2 separate regions of the Mus musculus genome follow, and region 2 is linked to region 1. A link is a contact called in public promoter capture Hi-C data. All regions are on one chromosome and are shown on one strand. The core of a region is the stretch at or near the end of the contact, and the rest is flanking DNA. Distances in the headings are between cores, read along the strand shown.

The links. Promoter capture Hi-C pulls out the DNA fragments that hold promoters and counts their contacts.
Region 2: a promoter capture Hi-C map of second pharyngeal arch cranial neural crest shows a contact between it and region 1. The contact joins the enhancer-like site here to the promoter of Cenpk in region 1. A contact is called at or near these places in 11 of 39 promoter capture datasets (the 3T3-L1 cell line, the C10 cell line, cranial neural crest and 7 more), 5 of 115 datasets of contacts at active chromatin or transcription factors (the SCID.adh cell line, bone marrow-derived macrophages, embryonic basal ganglia and 2 more) and 5 of 9 other capture datasets (adipose tissue, embryonic stem cells, liver and 2 more).

What each region holds. Positions count from the first base shown.
Region 1 is chr13:104,226,358-104,230,886 of GRCm38.p6, forward strand. Cenpk (centromere protein K) reads left to right here and starts at 2,609. Exons shown (of 10, transcript NM_001377093.1): 1 at 2,609-2,645; 2 at 4,372-4,522. The coding sequence starts at 4,406. It overlaps Ppwd1 (peptidylprolyl isomerase domain and WD repeat containing 1), which reads right to left and starts at 2,487. Exons shown (of 11, transcript NM_172807.4): 1 at 2,249-2,487. The coding sequence starts at 2,444.
Region 2 is chr13:104,741,099-104,745,627 of GRCm38.p6, forward strand. All of the region lies in intron 10 of Cwc27 (CWC27 spliceosome-associated protein), which reads right to left. Among named protein-coding and RNA genes, the nearest start is that of Cwc27, 74 kb to the right of the region's middle. Within about 2 kb of position 1,928, at least 25 of the 459 cell types and tissues checked have an H3K27ac peak or open chromatin away from gene starts, as enhancers often do. A contact at or near this core is called in second pharyngeal arch cranial neural crest, where this site is marked.

The sequences.
Region 1 (4,529 bases), core at 1,359-3,858:
TTTTTTTAGTAACAGAATCCCCATTTTTATGTGTGCCTAGTAAAATTTTCTTAAAATGGCCTTTCTTGGGTTCTTGTAGTAACTGTATAGTAAGGGTTAGGATTAGCATTTTGTGATAATATACGTATATGTATATAAACACACACACATATATACATACACATTCTTAAAAAGTTTTCCTTTCTTCCCTTCTTCAGTTTTTCAGCTTGGAGCTAGGTATTAATTAGGATTACAGCATTAATTCTAAGAGCCCAGGACAATGAAAATGAGGGCCATATACCAGTCATCTTAGGGCAGGACGTGCCTAGGAACATTGGAGTCACACCAATCCTGGGCTGCTTATTTCATAAAAGTGGTACTCCAGTATCTTTTTAATGCTGTTGTTTATTGGAATTTTCTGTAGTGAATATTTTCCTATATTCCAGATTGCTTTTGTTGTTCACTAATTCATTTAAATATATTCAAGGGAACATGCACAGAAAGAAGAGAAAGACATAATTATTTTCCTTAGGAAATAGTTTATTTTAAGACAGGCAAGATGGCTCCGAGTAACAATGCTTGCCTCTGGCAACCTGAGTTCAATCTTTGGAATCCACACAAAGGTGGATGTAGAGAACCAACTCTACAAGGTGACATTGTCCTCTGCCCTCCACTCTTGTACTAAGTATAAGCGTTCCCACCTCTCTGGTCCCACCAACACATAATATACCTGACACCCACATAGTATACATGCCTGCAAAACACCCTTACACATAAAATAATAGTAATAATAATAATAAATGTTTAAAAAATAGCTTAACTCAAAGTACTATAAAACAACCATATATCATTGTGAACATATACACACAAAAGTCTAATCTTGCCTACATTTCCAAAAATTTTAAATCACTAAGCACCTGTCATCCTCCCTCAAACTCAAACTCCATTGGTTGGCTTAAAAAAAAAATCTGGCTAAGGGAAAAGATTTTTCACATGATATACCTATTCCTGTCCCAACTCTATTGTTCATAAGACACTTGTTTCCTATGTCAGCATTTCAAAGTTTGGTTTTTCTTTTTCATTTTGTTTCGTTTTCCTTCCTAAATTATCCTTCCATTCTTTCCACCTAAGCAGTTCTTGTAGTAATATTTAGGTGAAATAATAACAGCACAAATGTTATAAAATATTCATTTAAACTTGTATGCAAAACACTGTATTGAAGTGTTGGAGCCGAAAGTACAAGATCCTTGTTCTTACATGATTAGGCTAGTAGTGTTCAGGAAGTCACATGAGTAAACACACAACTACAAAAAGTAGTAAGTGCCTCGAAGGCAAAAGCAGGATTGGGCAGAAAAAGTAAGGAGCTAACTAAAGGGTGTCACTATCCAATGTTCAAAAAGCACTGACCTAAAACCTAGACCTGTTAAAAAGCTAGCATGGTTAAAGGAGAGAAATGACTCCAGATAGAGACACTTCACAGTATCTGGACAGGAACGTAGAGGAGCCCTTGCTCAAGGACAAGGTAGGGTTTTGAGAATGGACAGAATTGGGAGTCCTGCTTGGGGAAATAAAGAGAGACAAACTGCCTCATAATCCATGTTAAGGTGTTTGGGCTTTGTTCTGAAAATAAAAGATTTTTAAATAGTTCCACAGTCAGAATTGAGATTAACGCGTGAGCGAACGAACACACACACACACACAACCCTAAGACATTTATGAAAAAGTTCCTAGAACAGTCTTTAAAACAGTAAATATTATCTCTTTACCAAACTTTAATATTATAAAATCTTGTTATTATTCACGTTAGTGGCAAAACTTTACTATATTGTCTCGAGTATGGCTTCATATCCAGCTAGCTTAAGCAACTTCCCCTGAGTTTGAAAATTCATTACTAGACGAGTCAGGGTTGAAAGCTTAAGTGTTTATGATTCTGAGAGCTCCTTCCCACACCTGCTCAATCAATATTAGGAATTCCAACTTCACACAGCAGCTATGAGGTCAAAAAAAGCATCCAAACACAGAAATACAGACAAGCACTAGTTTGTATCATCTCTGACAGTCAGGAATCAACGGTGTTCCTTTTTTTTTTTTTTTTTTTAACACGCCATACTAACACCAATTCACTCTTTAGGGAGGAAATGCAGTGAAGATCGTCCGTTCTAAGTGCACAAACCCACAATCTCACTCCCGCCCGTGGGCGTGCTTGAGATCAACCCTCCCACTCGGCCGGAGTAGCCGTCCAGCTTGCTCGCGGGCTCTCCGCTGCTACCTTTCCTCTTCTTGGCAAGGGTTGCCTCCACCGGTAAAGGCCCGACCCAGCGCTCTTCATTCTCATCATCATTTTCTTCGCTCCCCGCCACTGCCAGGGCCGGTTCTCGCTCGCTCAGTTCCGTTTTTTCTGATCCCTCTGGGTCTCGGCGCCTTCTCCTCCTCAGCTGCGAATCGCTCCCACTCTCGGTCGCCATGTCGTCCGAGGCGTTAGAAGAGACGCGACGACCGAGTGAACTAGGTTTCCCCGAGCCGCGGCGCAGCTTTTGTCCGTCAGCTGCCGGAAGCGCTTTTTGATTGGCTGCGGTGGGCGCAGCTGGTCCAATCAGCGAGCAGCGCGCGTAAACAGCGCGGCTTGGCTGTGTTGACGAGAGCGCTGAGGAGGCCGGAGGACTGAAGTGAGTTGAAACCGGCTCTGACTGGCAAAGGCCCCAGTTTTCTGTCAAGGAGGATGGCAGCTCGCGGGTTTGGGGGACCCAGGTACCCCCTAGATCGGACGCTTACGCCTTACGAACTGGAGGTCTCGCGCTTCTCGGCCTCTCGGGCCAATGCTGTTCTAGAACCTACCTGTTTTTTCCCGAAAAAGCCGAGGGGCGGGGTTGGAAGGAACTTTTTGTTAAAAAGAATGAAGTAGATTTCTATCAGCTAAACTATATATTGAAATTACTGTAATTTATAAGGTGGCCTCCCATTTAGAATATTCTTTTTGACTTGGAATGTGTATGTATGTGACGCGAGAAATTCACGAAGGGCCTGCGTGTTACGTTCCCGCGTCTCCACCTGCCTGCTCTATGTTTGACGATTAGCATATAGTCTATGAGCCTTTGCTATTTCTGGATCTTTATATTTCTGTATAGGTCTAGAATTTCCTCATCAAGTGCGACAGAGTTTTTGTCGCCTTTAAGATGTTAATTAAGATAAAAGAGGACAATTTGGGGGGAGTTGACATCTTCGCGTTATTGACACCTTTAACCTAGGAGCATGCTACCGTGTTCTGTCTATTCCAACAACAAAGCTGCATCCTGTACCACTTCTCCGTTGGTAATTTACAGGTTAAGCAATTTAAGACTTAAAAATTCCTTATGAGTAAAAAAATACATTGGGGCGGTGTTTATTCTGATTTACATCTGATGTTGTAAACTACAGGTCCTCTCTACATCCTTAAAATTACCTAACTGTACCTCATGATACACTATCATCTTTACAACAGCCATCTAGTAACCTTGCCCTGGATGACTATATTCATTAATATGCTATCTTTTGTTGTTTTAATTGGGCCACTAGTTAGTAATTTAAAGTGGGCTACTATCCAAAGTTGCTTTATATTCTTTGAGTTTTCTTAAAGACAAAAACAAAAAACAAAAAAAACCAACATTCTGTAACCTTTCCCCCTCTCCTCTTAAAATTTTGTTTGTAAACCTTATAGCCTTTATGTGATAAGCTATTTCTCTGAACCCTGACCCCTTCTGAGATAGGATTTTTCTTTTATGTCCTGACTGTCCTTGAAAGGACAGAGATTCGAATGCCTCTGCTTCTGCTTCCCAAGTGCTGGGATTAAAGGCAGGGGTCACACCACCTGGCTGTATCTGCTCTTAAAATTCAAATTCCTTGATACTTCCTCACAGTGGATCACCTTAGGTTCCATTTCACTTAGTTGGAAGAAGTAATTCAAACACACCTTCCACAAGCTCTTACCAATACATCTCCTCACCTACCTGAATTTTGCACTCTTGTTTTTCTACTGACTCTCCTGTTACAATGGAACTTTTTAAAATTTAAATCCATTCTTCATTAGGTGGACACTTAGTTGATTACATATCTGGGCTATTGTGAATGGTGCTATAGTAAACAAGATTGTAAACATCTTTTTAACATGCTAGTTTCCTTTGGATATATATCTAATAGTGGAATTACTGGATCCTGTGGTAGTTCTGTTTCTAATTTTTGCTAACATCCATACTCTTTTTTTTTTTTTAATAATGGCTATATGAAAATATTCCCTCCAACAGGTGCGTGTTCATGTTTCTCTTTTGATAAAAAGGACTTTTTGTTTTTTTAGTCACTCCTACATTCAGCAGATAGTTGTTTAATGCATGTGTCTTTTTTTTTTTTTTTTAACGTTAGTAGTTGCAGTAAGGTGAAGAAAACTATAAAGGATATGTCAGAGAATAAACAAGAAGTACATCCAGATACTATTACAGATGTGGAAGCTGTTATAGATACAGAGGAAGAACTTATTAAAGAATGTGAAGAAATGTGGAAAGACATGGAAGATGTAAGTT
Region 2 (4,529 bases), core at 678-3,177, 510 kb after region 1:
AGGGAGGGAGGGAAAAGAATAAGAATGCTCCAGTTTTAGTGGAAACATTTTGGAATTGACTGACCCATGCCTGGGATGCCTCAGCTTCTGCATGAGTCAACGAAGCCAGTATGTACTAAGCTACTAAGAGGGTAATTTTGGAGATTTAATATAAACTTGTACCTCTATTTTACTTTTAAAATTGTCCTTCCTGATAGCCATGGGGAGGAGACAGAGGAGAGAAAAGGTAGAAATAGGGGAGAGGAGAAGAGGAATTCATATAATTATGTCTTCCAAGAATAAACAACAAAACCATAAACCTAGAAAAAAAAAAGGAAGAGGGAGAAGAGAAGGAAGAGGAAGAGGAGGAAACAAATTAAACCTGCTTTTCTTCTTTTCTAATGCTATACAGACACACTGTAAATAATGTGGCAGTTTGTGGACACAGCAGGCTCTAGGGCACCTGTAGAGCCCATCATTTTGAACTGTCTGACTTTTATAAAAACACTAACTTACACTTAAATCTTTGCTCTAAATGAATTTTCAGATTGTTTCCAAAAAGCTGAAGGGGCTTAGCTGAGACAAGCTGTAACCTCAGTGGCCTTACAGAAGGGCTGACTCATGCCAAGGTTGCTGCAGGCTCTGGGTCTTCTTTTCCATGATAGACAACCTGGCCCTGGTCTTCCCACTCCTCTACTACCTGGCAGACAGGCAGCATCCAAACCTTGTCTGACCTGCTAGAACAGCCCTCCCCCCCCTGCCCCCCCCAGAGAATGAGGACAAGAAGGGCCAGGAAAAGCACTTTGGAAACTACTTGCACCTAATAAAACATATTTTAATTTAACTAATGTGAAATCCAAAGTGAATTCCATCAGTCTAAATGGGAAAGATGCTTTATTTATATTTATTTATATGAGCTCTTAATTTAGGCTTGATTCATGCCTCATGAATAAAACTACCAGTTTATAAAATACACTGCATATTGGTCTTCATGGGCCCTTACATATCTTTAATAGACCAGTAGGACATGTGGCAAGATTCAATATTTGTCTTAATTTTATGAATAAACAAACTTTTATAGAAAAAGTTCAATAAAATTATAATCAACGAAGTAATATAATTAGAATTCCATGTCTGCTTTTTTATTCCTCTAGTCCAAAATTTCTCCTAAGAACTGTGCTAAGCATATCATATAAACTTATGACATTGACAGCCATATCAAAATCTAAAATGATGAGGCTGGGGAGATAGCTCAGTGGGTAAGAGCACTTGGAGTAAAAGCAGAAGTCCCTGAGTTCAAATCCCTAGCACCCATTTAAGAGCAGCCATGACCATGTAGACCCACCACTGGGAGGCAGATATACACAGATCCTGGGAGTTCACTGGCCAGCAAGTCTTAGCTAAAACAGTGAACTTCAGGTTCAATGTGAGAACTTGTCTCAAAAATAACAATAGTAAAATAATAGTAACAATAATGATGTGGACAGTGATTAAGGGATACATGTGTGATGTTCTTGATCTGCATGTGTACAGGTGCACATATGTGCATACTCCAAGTATGCATACAAAACATATATCACATGATCTAGAGAGATGATACTTTACAGATATAGTGTGGATAATTAGAAACAATGGAGTACAGAAAGATAAATTGGTAAGAAATGGCTAATAAGTAACACATTAGATAGAAAAGCGTATACAATAACTAGAGTCACAAAGAATAGACCAGGTAGAATAAAACTAACACTTTTATACACATTACACTGTCAACGCTAAAACAAAAGCTATACTGAATATATATCACTAAAGACAGCATAGGAAAAAAATAGACAAAGGTGTATTTTTGGTTGATTATTCTTTAAATGGCATTTCTAAATGTTATAGCAAATACCAGAGCCACCTGGTGCTTTGCTAAAACTCATAATGCTGACTCCAGCTCCTCCTACAGCTCCTAATGCTGACTCAGCTCCTCCTACAGCTCCTAATGCTGACTCAGCTCCTCCTACAGCTTCAGAGTGAGGACTGAGACTCTCTCTCTAACGCGCACCCTGGAGAACCGGCGCAGACAGTCTGGTGACTTTGAGGACCCCTGGTTCAAAGAAATGTTACAGAAGTAATGCATAGTTTTATTAATATTCTTCTAGGTAAAAAACTGTACAAAGCACTACCAGAATTATTTAGCTACTTTACATTTGATCAAAATTCAATATATTGATAATTGGGCATACTAAAAATTTAGGAGACAACCAAGAAATGGGTTGGTCAAGCTTTTCTCTCAAAGTCATTATTAAACAAATTTAGATTCTCTGGGATTCAGAGGAATGGTCCTTCACTGCACATGTAACAGAAGGAGTTTTCAGATGGTTTTTCTAATACATAGGTTAAAGGGGATAGAAAGAATGTTTTGGGTGAGGAGGGCAGTCTTCTGCAGTTTCCATAACTTCATGAATTTTCATACTCTGTGGCTGCTTTGGGGTTGGTATTTTACTCAGCATTGAGAATGAATATGTGGCATATTTATAATAATAAATTAGTTCAAAAGGGCATGAAACTGGTAATTTGGTAATGAGTATTCAACGTAATGTAACGAACACACAAAAGCAGATCAACAAACACATTCTGGAGGCCTAGGAACACCCTTCCATTCTCCTCTTCTTTTATGGAGCCTATGCTCCATTTGCTGAGAGGAAGTCAGTTCTGCTACACCATGCAGTAAAGCCTGGGTCCAACTCTACACCTGAGGGCAAACGTACCAAGAAGTGCTAGAATATTATGGCTGAGATTGCACTCTCATGCTTCACTGGTCTGCAGAATACCTTCTTAACCATCAACTGCATATCTGTCAAAATGCTTCACTAGGCTTTCTTTGCTAGGACCATTGAGTTTGTGTATAAACTTAGACCCATGTCTTCTATGTGGTTCAAATTCTGATTGGCTTTACTCCCTCTGATGTTAGGAGCAAATTAATGATAAAATACTAATTGCCATCATTAAGATTTTATCTTCTTTCAACAGCCACACTAAAAGTATACCAATAATTTAGAAAAGCAGGCCTCTTAAAGTGTAAATTCACATTGCAAAAGTGCTTGTGAATTAAAGCTGCACAATGTATTTATAACAACTACAGTAACAATAGCAAAAGCAAATACTATGTATGCTTTCTCATCGGTAAGTTCTGTATACTTTGAAACCCCAGAGACAAGTCTGCACTGTAGTTCAAACCTCACTAGCTATGTGATACAGGGGAAGTTTGCACACTCCCCTGGGTTACTTCCTAATATGGAAGAAAGAGGAATGACCACAGGGAGGGGCTTTACACAAATCTTGACTTTAGTGTTATACAATTTGCCCCTTCTCTTCCTATCCATGCCATGTAGTGAGCAATCAAAGGCATAGGTTCTCTATGGAATACTTCATTCACGTGTGAAATTCAATCTCTTCAATACATAGGAAACAATCCCAAATATTAGTCCACAAACAAACCTAAATATACTTAGAAGGGTTAAAAATCAAACAATGTATGTTCTAAGACAACAAGAAATGAGATTTGAAACTAAGAACAATGAAATATTTGACAAATTTGTAAGTAGTGGAAAATAATATTCCTAAATAACCAACAGGTTAAAGAAGTCACAGGGAAGTCAAAATACTTTGAGTAGAGTGAAATGAAAATAAACAGATTCAAATTCTTCATAGAATACACCTAAAGCAAGGCTTTGGAGGGAAATTCCCAATTTTAAGTTGGTGCCTACATTAATAGTCTTCATAATAAAACAATCGACCCAAGGAGACTGAAAAGTACTCTGCATACCTTTGATATACTATAAGCCTTAGGTAAATAAGCTATCAATATGATTATTCTTGAACCTAATACTCTTCTCATTTTTCCCCTGTTAAGGAGCATATAACATATTTAGGAAAAACAAAATCAGCCAGTGATCTTTTTCTTGGCAATGACTATTTGGAATTGTTCTTCTGGGGGTCCTAAAAGATAATGTGATGACTTAAAGATAGAATTACTGAACATGGTCTTTGAATCACAAGACTTTCTGATGATCAGCTAAGTGTACATACACTTAGCAAAGAGATGGGCTTATCATCTGTTTTATAGATGAGGAAGCTGAGGCTCAAACTAAGAAAGCTCTCTGACAGACAGTGCCGGTCTCAAGTTCCATAACTTAAAATCTGTTATGTACACTGTGATCATTTTCACTGACTCTTTCATATGCTTTGGTTATAATGAGGTAGTCTAGTCTAAATTCTAAACATTTTAAATCTGGATCCATTTTCTTATAGGCACAATATATAACAAACAGATGTGACTGGAAGATTGTAAAATAAGTGTAGCCCTGAAAAGATGAAAATTGCCCCCAGTATTACAGTGTTTCTTACTTATTTGTCAGCTGTTCAGAGTCAGAACACTCAGAAAAAATGCATAGTTTCACAAATAAAGAATTCAGTATTACAAAGGAAAAATAGCAGCCTAAATAAAAAGTTTAATCCTAGGGCTGGAGAGATGGCTTGGTCATCAAAAACCAGGCTTATAACCA